Linked DNA regions of Mus musculus: region 2 is linked to region 1. The links are chromatin contacts, called in public HiChIP or PLAC-seq maps. All regions are on one chromosome and are shown on one strand. The core of a region is the stretch at or near the end of the contact, and the rest is flanking DNA. Distances in the headings are between cores, read along the strand shown. Region 1 overlaps Myo16 (myosin XVI). Region 2 overlaps Gm39130 (a long non-coding RNA gene).

Region 1 (7,288 bases), core at 423-2,922:
AAAACAGGGCTCTGGGGAGTACATAGAATTTTCCAGCTAGTAGATGCTGTGGAGGGCTAGCAAGTGCAGGCAACTTTCTGTGAACCAGGCTTCTCCTATGAGTTCTACAAAGTCGGTGCTATTATTTTGTGGATGAGGCAGCCGAGGCACAGAAAAGTTTGTTTGCCCAACAGCACACAGAGAAGGTGGCTTCAGAGTCTGTGTTCTTAGCTATGGCTTTGTTCAGCTTATCACCCAACTTCTTCTGTCCAGGCACTTATTTAAGCTACAGTCAGGGTCTGGTAAGTGTGTGACATCCATGTGACTCTTCATGGGTACATTTTAAAATCCCTCTGCTCTCCTCTGCTAATGTGAGATCCCACTGAGGCCAGTCTCCTGTGTTCTGAATTTTCCCACATTCAGGATACAGCATGGGGTAGGCAGAGGTGCTTTTCTTCAAGAGTGTGGACACTGGTAGTTTCTGCACTAGCCCAAGTGTATGATCCCAGCTCCTCCCTGCATCTCAGCAGCACTAACTGGACTAAATGGCTCAAACCAACCAACCAACTAACCAACCAACCAAACATCCAAACAACCAAACCAAATCAAACATTTAGAAGGACATGCAGTTAGAGGGAGGTATGATAGAGATTCTGGATCCTCAGAGGACCTAGAAGACAAGAATGAGGGTTGGATATGATCAAGATACAGTGTATCCATGTATGAAATTTTCAAAGAATGAATACAAAACTAAAGGAAGAATGTCATTGGGAAGAGAGGCCCCTTGGTCTTGCAAACTTTATATGCCTCAGTACAGGGGAACACCAGGGCCAAGAAGTGGGAGTGGGTGGGTAGGGGAGTGTGTGTGTGGGTTTAATGGGGGGACTTTTGGGATAGCATTTGAAATGTAAATGAAGAAAATACCTAATTAAAAAATATTGAAAAAAAAAAAAAGGATGTGCTGATATCCAAAGGGCCTATGATAGGAGCAGACACTTACTTCTTAATAGGAATACTGGAGGCTGGGAGAGCAAAGAAACATGAATGGAATTACTGAGAGCCAATCCAGCTCTCTGTCTGACAGAGCTAGCCTTCAAAACACAGAGTGAAGTAAAGACGGTGCACAAACAAAAAGTGTCCTCAGATATCGTGCATAGACAGAGACTCAAAAGGAAGGTTTCCCTTTATATAGGGAGAGAGTGATCTCAGATGGGGAAAAAAAAGTAAAATTTAAGGTTTAGGAACTCTGTAATTAGCAAGCCTGCAGGTAAACATCAATTAGATGCTTGGAACGTCCCCTAGACGGTAAGTCTCACACAAAACACACAAGGCTGCCAACTGTAACTGCACAAGCTGGAGGGATTAAGGAAAGGTTAAAGCCTGAGCTCTAGAAATATCAGGAAAGTGATAGAAGTAATAAAATATGCTAGAATGTAATGAGTCAAGCATGCGTGTCCCACCCGCTAGCCAAACCACTAAAGGAACAGAAACAATGTTTAAGCTAGGAATTAAAACAAGAGAAAGTGCATAGCAAACACTCAGTTTAACTGAAGAAAGCCAGGTGAGACAAGCCTGTAACAGAGACCTGTTCCTAACAAAGAGTAAATTCGAAACCCAGACAAAGGAACTCCAGCCTCCACTCTGCAGATGGCACTGGGCTCCCCACTGGCTGTGCCCTCCTTCTCTCTGCAACAGACACAAACACCCCTCTACATTTCCACTGCAGCATGGACTCTGCAGCATTGTCTAGGACAACTAAAAAGATGCCAGATGTGGCCCTCCATTTAAACTCCAAAAGGCACAGCTTTGAAGTCAGCATCACACTGACCTGAGCACAGAGGTGCCTGTCTCTAGGAAGCTGCTGATCTCAGTGAGACTTGGCAGGGAATTTGACAGAAAACATCTCAAATCTCTCGAGTCATGGTGTCTTCTCCTGTGCATTCCTCTGTGTGTGTGTGCCTGTGTGCGTGTGTGTGAACCTTGGGCATTGTTTCTCAGATACCATCTTGTTTGTTTTTCAAGGCAGAGTATCTCACTGATCTGGACTTCCCCAAGAAGGCTAGGCAGCTGCATGGATACAAGTGTGTCTATCTTTCCAGAACCAGGGTTTACAAGCAGGTGCTGTCTGTACAAGATTTTTTTGTTTGTTGGTGGGTTTTTGTTTTGTTTTGGGTAGGTTCTGGCACTTGAACTCAGCTCATGTTGTTTTCATAGTAAATGCTTTGCTGACTGATCTCCCCACCTTGCTTTTCTTTCTGGAAAACCAAAACTAAAAAAACCACTACTCCCCGATCAAAAAACAAACAAACAAAAAAACAAACAAAAAAAAACAATAACAACAACAACAAAAAAAAAAAAACAAAAAAAACCTTTTCTCTCTTTTGAGAGCTTTGCTGTATTTACTAGAAATAGTCAAATTCCCAAGTACATTATAAAATGTGAAGCTTATGCACACAAACCATTAGCAAGCCCTCTTAATGAGGGTGTCGAAGGCTTGCAATACTGAAGGGCGTCCAGAGGAATGGAATCAACCAGCAAAGAGCTTTCCGTGGTTCCCCAATAAGTGAAACTCTGACTGATGGTTTCGATAATCAGCCTGAGCTCAGAATAAACCCTTTCTTTGGAGAATACCACAGCACATTCCTCAGATTCTATTTTAGAGATTAGCCCTGATTAAGGGAAATTTATTAGGCGTAAAAGGAGAAGTGCCGGACTTGCACAAAAGGGACGCCAGAATACCAGCATTATTGTTCTTCATTAAAAAAATAAGCACGTGCACAGGTATGTCTAAATGGAAGTTAGACATTCTATATCTGACGCAGAGAGGTTTTAAGATCACGATTTTCAGAGGCTTGTCCCAAAAGGAAAACACTATGGGGCTAATAACATTTAATTTGCTTCATTTAGATCTATTAAATTTATTAGATTGCAAAACTCAAGTAAGATGGTCTCAGAGGTGATAAAAGGGGCTTTGGTATCTCTGAATAACAAGCCAGTACCATTATGTTACTCTGGTGTGGTCCAGTACAGTGTAAACAAGAAGCATTTCAAATACCACATGGTGTCATAGAAACACCTGCACCAGTGTCTGTCCTCTTTTGTGATCTTATGATGTATTGGTAACAATAACACATCAATTATTTGATTGTCGTTTGCTATTTCCAAGTAAACCAAATGTTATCATTAAGAGGTAAAACTTATTCTGGTAACAAAATGATCATTTTGCTTCTGAAAGGGAAACATTTATTTCATTTTAGGGAAAGAAGAAGTCACAGGAGGCCACGGGCCCTGCCACATCTCAGCTCAGGGTCTGCTGGCTTCACACCAGGTGGAATTCACCCATCTATAAGACAGAGGTCACCCTACTTCATCTTCCTCTTTGGAAGGTTGCACAGAACTGTCATTAGCATTGACAGACAGGAGGCAACTGTTATACCAAGGCATAGACAGAGACACCATTAAACCTTTGGAGCCCATGGATCGGTCCTCTGCTCTATACACAGCTCGTGGCCTGATTTGAGGAGATTCCATGGACGCCTTTCTGTGATACCCACAGTGTAGACAGAGCAGCTAGGCAAGAGAGATCTGTTTTCCTATCACTCTGCTTTTAACCATCTGTGTTGGTGAGGTTGCCATGGTAGAAGGCTTGCAGAGGGTCTGTGTGTTGAATGGGGATGACCAGCTGAGCAACAGGAAAAGGGAAATAACGCAGACTATAACTGTGACCCTGAACTTCACTCCTTACAGGGACCTTAAAGACATGGTAGATGTGGAACTGGAGCTGAGCTAGGCCTGAAGGTCTGCCCTATGGAGAGCAGCACTGGGCTAGATGTTCAATGTGGCCCTAGATCTTGGTCATAGAATATAGCTCACAATCATTTAACCAGTAAGAACCAGTCGAGGGGTGGGTGACTGACATGTGAGAACAGGCATGAAGGAGGAGTAGCTGTGGAGGCTTCACGTTGACTTGATGACGTCCCCTAGAATTGCTGAAGGAGTCCTGATGCCCAAATTAAATACCATTCGATGAAAGAGCTTCTCTCAGTGAGTGACCCCGAGGCATGGCCCTGAGTCTCCCCTTTGTTATGAAAGAAAAGTTCCCCAGATGCCGAGCCATGCTGAAGTCAGTGTAAATGATTTAGGTGTAGTTGTTCACAGATGTGATTTAAAACCAAGGAGAGCAGTACATGCTGAGGAAAGAGGCTTTGAGCAGTTCTCATGTTTTAATTTCAGGTGTCAAATACAATACTGTAACCATATATGTTAGCATCAGGACTTCCTAAACCTATGACATCACATAAGTGACAGTGCAGCCTGCAGCATATTCCCAGAATCCACTTGGCTCACCTCCCACCTTTACCTGTGTTACATCATTTTCTATATAAATAAGGAGAACAACCCCGGCCCCCTCTCCTCCTCTTCTCTTTCTGCCACCACCTTGTCACTCCCAATAAAACCTCTTCCACATAGAACTGTCTTGGTCTAGTGTGCTGTTGAGATGCGACCTGCCATTCTAACACATCAATATATGCACATTGTTATGAGCAACTTAAGCAACTTTTTAACAAAAACATTTCAACTTTTATGTGTGTGAGTGTTTTGTCTACATGTATGTCTGTGCATCACCTATACATCTGGTGCCTGCCTGGTCAGAATCCCATGGAACTAGAGTTACAGGCAATTGTGAATTTTCAGTTGGATGCTGGGAAGTGAACCTGGGTCCTCTGTAAGGGCAGCAAGTACTCTTAAAGGTTGAGCTGAGGTTTCTCTCCAGCCCCCTTGGACAACTCTTAAACACAGTGGTTCTGAAATAGTGACTGGAGGCTTAGAAGTCCTTATGTTAAAATGTCTTACATTTGTAAATTTGTGATTTTTTTTTTTAAAAAGCATCACGTTAAGAAAAATTTGCCTCATTTGAACACATCCTTTTGTGACTCTTGTCATTTTTCTAGTTTGTTGCTGGATGGTGGTGGCAGACATCTTTAATCCCAGCACTTGGAAAACCAGAGATAGACAGATCTCTGAGTTTGAGGCCAGTCTGGTTGTACAGACGACAGAGCTGGCTGCTACAGCTACAGCTAGAGCTACAGAGCTAGCTGCAGGACAGGCAGGGAGGGCTATGCAGAGGAAAACCTGTCTCAAAAAATCAAAAACATAAACACGTGAACAAAAACAAAACAAAAAAGAAAGAAAGAGAAAAATCACCACCAGTTGTCTGCCGGATGCTGTGGTATAGACAGATGGAAGGAACCCATACACTTCGTTCTCCTCTGAGCAAACCTAGTGACGGTGCAGAGATAAGTCAGGTCAAAGGCTGCGCTGCAGACACATAGAAAGCAGCTGTGGAGGTCATGGGTAGCCATGGCAGGGAAGATCAAGCTGATAGAAACTGCGTGTGCTTCTGCCAACTCCTATACAATCCTGGTTTCAGCAGTCACTGGGCCAGAAGCAATCTTTACCTGAGTCTCATGGATCTTAATTTACTGTAGGCTTTTATTTATTTATTTATTTTAAGGTCACAACTGCATTATGAGCCAAGATTATACAGAGAGTTCACATAGCACTGTGTGCATACTTGTAGTTAACACGCCAGTAAAAATAATTGTCAGGTGTTAAGGGTTGAGGAGAATATGTTTTTCACTTAGAATGAGCAATCTCTCTCGTGCAGGATGGAGAAGTGCTAATCTGTCCAGTGTGCGTCTGCTGCTGCCTGACCAGACAGCACTGCCCTTTGGCATTCAGTATAGGAGCTTAGAGCATCAGTGTGATCGGTGTGCGAATGCTGGCTGTGCTCAAGAGAAGAGAGGAACATTAGCAGAATAGAATTCACTCCTGGGTCCATTTTTTTTTTAACTCAACAACAAGAAATCCTGACTTCATCTCTTGCCATTTTCTCTGTGGAAGACCTTAGAGGTCTACAGCTTCAAGCAATGCCAGGTTCGCCTGGTTCCATTGAACACATCTTACCCTGTGGTGACTCTCACAGCCCACAGACTCAGATAAGTCCTTTCACATACGGGAAGCCCTGGGAACTTACTAAAACCGTGCTGCTGGGAATCCCAAGGATGTGGGTGGTCCTGCAGCCCTGGTTTGCAATGCATTCCGTCATGCCCGGACAGGCTTGAATAACCAGTGGGCAGGGTTGTGGAGGGAGAGGGACTGCCCATGGGAGACCTCTTGCTGGCAAAGAATAAAGAGACTTAAACCCAATGGATTAAATGAGTTTATAATATGCCTGAAAGTGTTATCTGGGGATGGAATGAGGGGTGGGGGTAGGGAATGGCATCTTTCTAAGACAGGTCCAAACCAAGGCTCTTAGCTTGAACAGCTTCACAAATCAAATTGTTTGGTGGGCGATCGAAAACCAGGCTGGAGAGATGACTCAGCGGTTAAGAGCACTGACTACTCTTCCAGAAGTCCTGAGTTCAATTCCCAACAACCACACTGTGGCTCACAACCATCTGTTATGGGATCTGATGCACTCTTCTGGTGTGTCTGAAGACAGCTATGCTGTATAATAATAAATAATATTTTAAAAAAGGATACTTGAAGCCAGGCAGTGGTGAAGCACACCTTTAATCCTAGCACTTGGGAGGCAGAGGCAGGCAGATGTCTGAGTTTGAGGACAGCCTGGTCTACAGAGTGAGTTCCAGGACAGCCACGGCTACACAGAGAAACCCTGTCTCAAAAAAAAAAAAAAAAAGAAAAGAAAAAGAAAACAAACAAACAAACAAACAAACACAAAACAAAAAACCAAAAACAACAACAACAACAAAAAACAAAAACAAAACAAAAAACCATCCTGTGATTTTTTTTTTCAGACTTAATATTCCAAAGAACTGAAGACTTTGACAGCTCTTCTAGTTTAGTTGGGAGAGGTTCACATGTCACAGTGCACAGGGGACCTGGGAAATCAGATCTAAAAGGTTCATTTCACAACCAGTGGCTGAGGCATCATGACCAGACCACCAGGAGCCAGCATTTGTTTCCAGCATCCTCCTGTGATATTATATCACCTGATTGACCCAGGTTCATCTACAGTAACACTTAATACTGTGCTCTGCTAGCATGGAGAGTTTCTATGAGGAGGACATGAAGCTGTCTGCACTGAGATGTTGTTTTCACAGCCTCTGATGTGTAGACAATCGAAGTGCAAGACACTTTCCAGCTTGGAGACTAGTTTTCCTTAAACAAAATCCTAGTCTCACAAGGTCTGTAACGGGAATATCCCTCCACAGAACCTATGATCCATAGAAAAGAATGGTACAGCCTGGAACACACAGCTGGGGATAAAAGTCACAGTGTCCCT
Region 2 (7,132 bases), core at 2,880-5,379, 220 kb before region 1:
ATTTGCTAAACCTCCCGTCTCCTTCATTTCTGGGTCCCATTGAGATCATGGAAACACAAAGTAAATACCCACAGAAGAAAAAAAATGGCCCTGAGAGTATTTATTTAAGAGTATTGTTCCAGGATATGCACAAAGATAAAGACTGTGTAATGAATGGCGACTCCGGAGGCCAAGCACCAAGACGTTCTATCCTGTACCAGCAGTTACCCTGGCCAGGAAGAGGCCGTGTGCTACCTCAGGACATGCCCTTATAAAAGAGTCACCTTGCCAAGCTGCCAACTGGTTCTCTTTACCCTAGAGGATCAAGGGAAAGAACAAAGGGAGGAGGCAGGTGTGATCTGATCCATTCACAGCCACAGGAGTATACAGACAGGCAGGGACTTTTTTCCTGGAGAAGGGACAACAGATGGTGTCAGAGAAGAACATTAGTATTATGCCATACCTACAGATTCCAGAGAGCCCAGGTAGGGCTGTGGGTCTGTGAAACACTAGTATCTAGTAGCTAGCTCTCTCAGGAATGTGGGGCAGGGGGATTCCGGCCTTGTAGAAGCCGCATGGCAGGAAAACAGGTCTCCACTGGGTTCAGGTGTCTCTAAGACTCAGAGAAAGGTCTCTAAGACCCAGAGAAAGGTTCATTTAACTTCCAATGCTCCCCCCCCCCCCACACACACACGGAAACCTCGAATGAAGGGACAGCAATTTGGAAGCAAGTCAAATGAAATACAGAGCGGAAACCCACTCACGTCTCTGCATGCTTAATGATCATTGACTTTTAAAATGGGTTTTGAAATAAAAAGCCTTCTGGAAGAAATGCAGATTTGAAGGGATTACTAGAAAGCACGGATCGAGTACCCTGCTGTCTGCATTAATTCCTCCATAGGTGGGAACTCTGCCGGCCTCCTGATTTCCTATGTTCGCGTATCTGCAGTCCAATTATTAGACGGCAAAAAGCCATAGAGGCCCCTGGATGGGCCTAGGAGCAGATTTTTCATAAACAGACCTGTTGGTTCACCCTTAGCTCATGAAGCCGCTGCTTAAGGAGACTGTGAGAAATACAGTCAGACAAGACAGGGCACTGGCAGCTTCCTGCTTCACATAACATGTTCATCCAAGCACACCCAACTGATGTGGGACACTTTCTGTTCTTTCTCTGACTTCACATCTTTACCAGATGGAGTGGATTAGACTCCCTGTTTCCTCAAAGCACAACTGGGCCAATGCTGGCTGGCTAGCAAGCTCTTGGAATTCACCTGTTTTCATCCCCACCTAATCCTGGGGTTGTAGGCACAGGCAGCCATGCCTGGAGTTTTACATGAGTGCTGGAGACTTGAACTCAGACTTTGCTTGCAAAACCAAAGATCTTATCCACGGAGCCACCTATCAGACTCCTATATATGGAGTCTCTGAGAGCTAGCCTGGTATGCTGGTGCACTCTGCAATTCTAGGACTGACAGGTTGGGGCAGGAGAATCTTGAGTTGGAGGCCAGTGAGACACTGTCTCAAAAAAACAAGGGCTGGGCCTGTGACTCAGTGGTAGAATATTTGCTTTGAAGTGTGCATCCAAGCCGATAGATTCTGCTGCTTCTGCCTTTCCCCCTCGTCTCCTCTTCTCTTGCCTTCTTCTCTTTTGACTCCTCTATGTGTATGTGTTTATTTTAGGATAGGCTTATTTTTTTCCCCAGTGAAGATCTTTGGCAGAAAATTGCATATAGTATTATATATAATTTCACCTAATACATAATTATATATAATTCTGTTAGCGACGTTACATAAGGAAGCAGAGTCTTGTTCGTCACTTCTTAGTGGGTAACATTGTGGAGATGCTACAACAGTTTCAGACTGAGATAAATTTGGCTCAATATTTGATCTTATTTTATTTACTTTTCTTAAATTTACTTATGTAGAGAACACAGGACAGATCAAGAAAAAAAGAATTGTGGAGGGGGGGGAGAGAAGGTGGAGGAGGAGGGGGGGGCTGAGAAAACTCAAGTTGAGAACAGAGAACAAGAGAACAATGTCAGGGAGATGAGAAGGGGCCAGAGAAGAACAGGGAACAGAGACCTGGTGATCACATGTGGCACAGGACCAGTGTGTGACGTATGCTCAGAGTTCAACAGAAAAAGAGAATGCTAGCTGGGCGGTGGTGGCGCACGTCTTTAATCCCAGCACTTGGGAGGCAGAGGCAAGTGGATTTCTGAGTTTGAGACCAGCCTGGTCTACAGAATGAGTTCAGGACAGCCAGGGCTACACAGAGAAACCCTGCCTCGAAAAACAAAAAACAAAAAGTGTGCTTTACAAGAGCTGGGGACCACTGACCCTACTAAGCAGGGTCTTGTTAGGAACTGGTAGCAAGGTATTAGAAACCCACTTCCAGTTCCTTCTACTTGGCAGTCTGACCTCTGCTCTCCAGAACCCGCCAGGACAGGATTGGGGGAAGGGAGAGTGTAAGACAGAGGGCTGCTGGTTTTATCCTGCAGTTTCAGCTGGGTCATTGGGTTGTTGCATCGGGGGTGGGGGTGGGGGGGACAGAGCTCAAAGCCTTAGTCACAGAATTTTGTTTTTCAGTTTTCTTTCTGTTGCTCAACGTGGCCAAAGCTCAGGTTCCAACCCTGGGGTAGATTGTAAGGTCACAGGGCAGAGCTGCAGTCCCTCCTCACTGAGTCAGCACAGCCAAGGCCACAGGAGTTGAGAGACACCATCAGGCAGGAACACACAGGTACACGTGTCACCTGCCAGTAGTCGGCCCTTTTCTCTTCTCTCGATCAGGTTAAAATTAGCCTTAGGCTTTCCTGACTTGGTATTGTTCAGAGTAAAGCAGAGAGGGATGGCAGACTGGGCCTCTTCTGTGCCCCTTGTTTTTGTCCCCTTGGAAGTGCAGGAAGCTGTTGTCTTATGCAGAGAGGCAGGAGCTATGGAGAACTAGAGAGGGACACCTCCATGGGCCCCATCGCCCAAGAGGCAGGAAGAGCAAGCAGCCACTTCTCCGGGACGTGAGGCTGTGTTATCTTTCTCTTTACCCTACAGTGTCTCCGGTCACTTCTTGGTGTGGGGCAACACCCCTGGGGAAAATGGTCACAGACGGTGGTGTCAGTGCCCACTTCTCACTGTTGTGTGGGTCTTGAGCCAACAGAAATGTCATTTGAGGGTCTCAAGGCAGGGCCGGATACAGCCAGCGTGCTGGGTGTGAGATTCTCAGAAATCTGTTCTCTTGAATAAACAAGTCGGTGTTGAGAACAAAGTCTGAAAGGAAATCATAAACTCGTTAGGTTTGTGTTAGGGCAGGGAGTCTCTGATCAGTGCTCCTCACAGTCCCTGGAGACACAGATGTTTACTGACAGCAAGGAGCCGGCTAGCTGTCTGGTCACTCCAATCCTCCTTGTTCTTGACTTTGTAGTAGTTCAAAGGCTGAGGTAGCAAAAGAATTCAACTCATCAAAACCTTTGCCCACTGTTTGAAGCTTCAGAGTACATAGCTTTCCCCAGTTCTCAAATGAAGAAAGGAAACAGAAAATCCACTGTTAGTGTAACAGACCCCCAAGTGAATTTTTAGTTTTTCTAAGTGAGAGTCAAGACAAACAACATACTCAAAATTTATATCGGTGGGAGGAATTTTCTGAACTGCCTTGCTTGCTTGCTGAAAAATGTAACTCAATCGGATCAGAAAGTGGAACATGCAGGCACACAAGCACACACACACACACACACACACACACACACACACACACACACACACACACACACACTCTCTTACTGCTTCGCTTTTAGATGCCTTACATCTCTGTTAACATTTTCTGGTTTCCTCACCTTCTCCAGCTGGGACAGGATATGTTATGCTGCTCCACATTGAGGAACTCCAAGGTTCTGCAAAGGCAGATGAGACCCAAGTCTTAGTGATCCATGGGGGACAGTACCCTGTATTGGGCACTGCTGCAATTCCAGGGCACATCACCCTTGGGCATGCATTTTCAGTGTGGCAAAAAAGACAGACATCATTTATAGGGCAACGGTCTGGCCAGCTACAGGCTGCCAAGAATCCAGCACCTTTCCCAGAAATAATACCATTCCGAAGAGGGAAGATAAGAATCCCCTCCCAGCGGAGTTAAGGAGAGATAACTGTGAGTGTACAGCACACAGCCAAAGGTCGCTCTGCCTGTGTGTGCATGTAACAGGAACCTCTCATGGGAGACACAGGGTGCTGGGGACCTGGTCAGTACCTGGGCACAGCAGACCCAGACCTGGGCACCAGCAAGGCCGGGCTACAGAGCACCCAGAACGAGAAGGCCACCAACTTATGGTCGTCAGTTGACATGGGTAAGACTTGAGGATGGTGCATCAAATATGACCTGTTTTACTTGCACCCAGTGTAGATGAGCTCATGTAGGAATACACACAGCTGCAGGATCACCTCTGCCCAAGGACCTAGAGCTCAGACAAGGAAAAATGCTCTGTCTCAAGGCTAGACAGGGCCCCAAACCTTGGCTTCTTCTGGAAAGGATGAGGAGGCTCCCATAGGTCTACAGAGAAAGGCTGAATATTCTTGAAGTGAATAGAATACAGGAAAAGGGTATCTCAGACAATGTCCAAAGGAGCTGTAGTAGGTGGCAGGTGGGGATGGTGTGGGGCAGTGCATGGGCCAAAGGATGAGAGTTGCAGGGAGCAAGGCAGGGAGACAGCATGGACCCAAGAAGGAGTTTGTATGTGGTGGCTTCCACTGTGTGAGTGTGTATGTACATGTGTGTGTCTGTCTGTCTGTCTGTGTATGAATGTGTGTAAGTGTGTATGTCTATGTGTGTGTATGGATGTGTGTTAGTATGTATGTCTATGTGTGTGTAGCTGTATATGTGTGTATGTGTGTGTCTGTGAATGAATGTGTGTTAGTGTGTATGTCTATGTGTGTGTGTGTATCTGTGTCTCTGTGTGTGTCTGTTCATGATTGTGTACTAGTGTGAAAGTCTATGGATGTATGTGTGTGTATCTGTGTTTGTGTGTCTGTCCGTGTCTGTATGCAAATGGGTATGTCAATGTGTATATGTGTCTGTGTATATGCACAAACACGTGCACAGGTGACACTGGCAAAGGATGGGAGCTGATCAGGAGGGCAAATGCTGAGAGAGGTCATGACCCCAAGGTGGACATCTGGATATAAACTGAGCATCTGTGCAAGCTGGAAGAGATTTTGAACGTGTCACCATAATATTTGAAGACAGAATTATAAGGCTAAAAAGAATCTTACTTAGATAAAGCTTAGAGCCTTTGAGGCTGCAACAGCTAAGAGCTCACATCTGTGTGGGGAAAGGGGGAGTTTGAGCTGGTTTCACACCTCTGGCGGAGGGGCAGCTTGAGCTGGGCTCACACCTGTGGGGGAGGGGAGCTTGAGTTGGTTGCCACCTTACCTTCTGAGATGGCTTTAACTCAAGGAGGAGCAGTGGTGTATGCTACCCACCTGGGATGTCATATCTTCCAGATCATTCCATGGTCACGCTGCAATAATGCTTTAGTGTCAAACAGAAACATACGAAAGTGCATAAAGGACCCTCCATAAAATTCTTTTGGGGTAGTGCCATGAAAAATTACATCCATGGCCAATTAGCTTCCTAACACTGTGTGTGTACCCCGAGTCTGTAGACACAAATGGACGTCTACGCTTAAACTTCTGTGTGGGTGAGTGATTCCAGCAGTGAAGCCTCTATAGCAGTCATGTTCTGTGGTCACCATGGATTGAGTAGATACTGGCAAGTCTCTACATGTCAGTCAGAAAAATGTGTGCTGGCTAAAAAATAAGGGCATCGTTATGATAGAGGGTTGACCCATTAACAGAGAGTGGGAGCCCAATAGGTATATGTACTGAGAGCTCATGCCTGTGAGATCTGGTTCTGATCAAGGAGAAATCCCAGAATCAGAAGACAGGCATAGATGCAGATTTTAGCACTCATATGTCAACAACAGAAGCGTGGTGCAGATTTAGGCGATCCCGACACCAAGCAGCCAACTTCACTCAACATTACGGTGTTTCAAACACATGCAAAACATTTGCTGAGTTATGGCCTATTTTTCAGACATCAAGTAAAAGAAAGGTAGACATGCATGCATACAAGCACGCTCACCCTGATGTTCTGAGATGGTTACATTTTACTATCCCAGATTCAGAAACAACCTAGAATTCTGCCGATAAATTAGTGAAATGAGTGGGTAAGCGTATGGCAGTACATACCCCTGCAGAGAGGGGAGGACCACTCTTCATGAATGAGGAGGAGCCACTGATATTACAACTACTAGGCACAGGAATCTCAAATACTTGAGCCCCATGAGGAAATTTGGACAGCATGACTGCTCAAAATTATGTAAAATTCCAATCTGTGGAGAAAAATCCAATCATCTTTTGCCCAAATAAGAATAGCGCTTGAGGCCAGAGTGTTGGGACGTGAGACAGAGCAGAAAGAGACACGGGGTGTGTGGGGTGTGTGCAAAACTTGGCCTTGTTGACCATCCTGATAAATTTATAGTTACACACACGTGTGACCCTCAGCCTGGCTCAGCACAGGGTTGTTCTGTACATTTTTTTAAAAGATTTTTTTAGATGTATTTATTTTTATTTATAGGAGTACACTGTAGCTTCTTAAGACACACACCAGAAGAGTGCATCTGGACCCCATTACAGATGGTTGTGAGTCACTATATGGTTGCTGGGAATTGAACTCAGGACCTCTGGAAGAGCCAGCCCTTCAGTACATCCTAAGTCTGAAGGAGAAGCCTGCATGGGAGTAAATCTCGGCTCACTGTTTTTGCAGCTTGCCGCCTCCCTCCCTCCCTCCCTCCCTCCCTCCCTCCCTCCCTCCCTTCCTTCCTTCCTTCCTTCCTTCCTTCCTTCCTTCCTTCCTTCCTTCCTTCGTGTGTGTGCATGTGTCTGTGTATGTGTCTCTGTATGTGTGTGTCTGTGTGGTGTATGTCTCTCTGTGTGTGTCTGTGTATGTGTGTGTCTGTGTGTGCATGTACATGGAGGACAGATCTCACCTTCCCTGGTTTCTTTGGTACCACCCACCTTTTTCTTTGTGGTAGAGTATCACATTGCCCCGAACTTGTCACTCAGGCTTGGCTGGCATCTCCTCAGCTTACAAGAGTGGACCACCATGATT

Evidence for each region. HiChIP or PLAC-seq counts read pairs in DNA pulled down with a chosen protein or histone mark.
Region 2: a contact with region 1 is called in an H3K27ac HiChIP or PLAC-seq map of extraembryonic endoderm stem cells. The contact joins two enhancer-like sites. A contact is called at or near these places in 4 of 115 datasets of contacts at active chromatin or transcription factors (bone marrow-derived macrophages, extraembryonic endoderm stem cells, pancreatic cancer cells and 1 more).

The regions. Positions count from the first base shown.
Region 1 is chr8:10,624,200-10,631,487 of GRCm38.p6, reverse strand. The region is part of intron 34 of Myo16 (myosin XVI); the gene reads right to left. Among named protein-coding and RNA genes, the nearest start is that of Gm32330, 46 kb to the left of the region's middle. Within about 2 kb of position 1,672, at least 48 of the 459 cell types and tissues checked have an H3K27ac peak or open chromatin away from gene starts, as enhancers often do. A contact at or near this core is called in extraembryonic endoderm stem cells, where this site is marked.
Region 2 is chr8:10,850,253-10,857,384 of GRCm38.p6, reverse strand. Gm39130 (a long non-coding RNA gene) reads right to left here. Exons shown (of 3, transcript XR_870135.2): 1 at 7,039-7,132; 2 at 3,804-3,860; 3 at 2,238-3,240. Gm32540 (a long non-coding RNA gene) reads left to right here. Exons shown (of 3, transcript XR_870139.3): 3 at 1-1,665. Among named protein-coding and RNA genes, the nearest start is that of Gm39130, 3.6 kb to the right of the region's middle. Within about 2 kb of position 4,129, at least 35 of the 459 cell types and tissues checked have an H3K27ac peak or open chromatin away from gene starts, as enhancers often do. A contact at or near this core is called in extraembryonic endoderm stem cells, where this site is marked.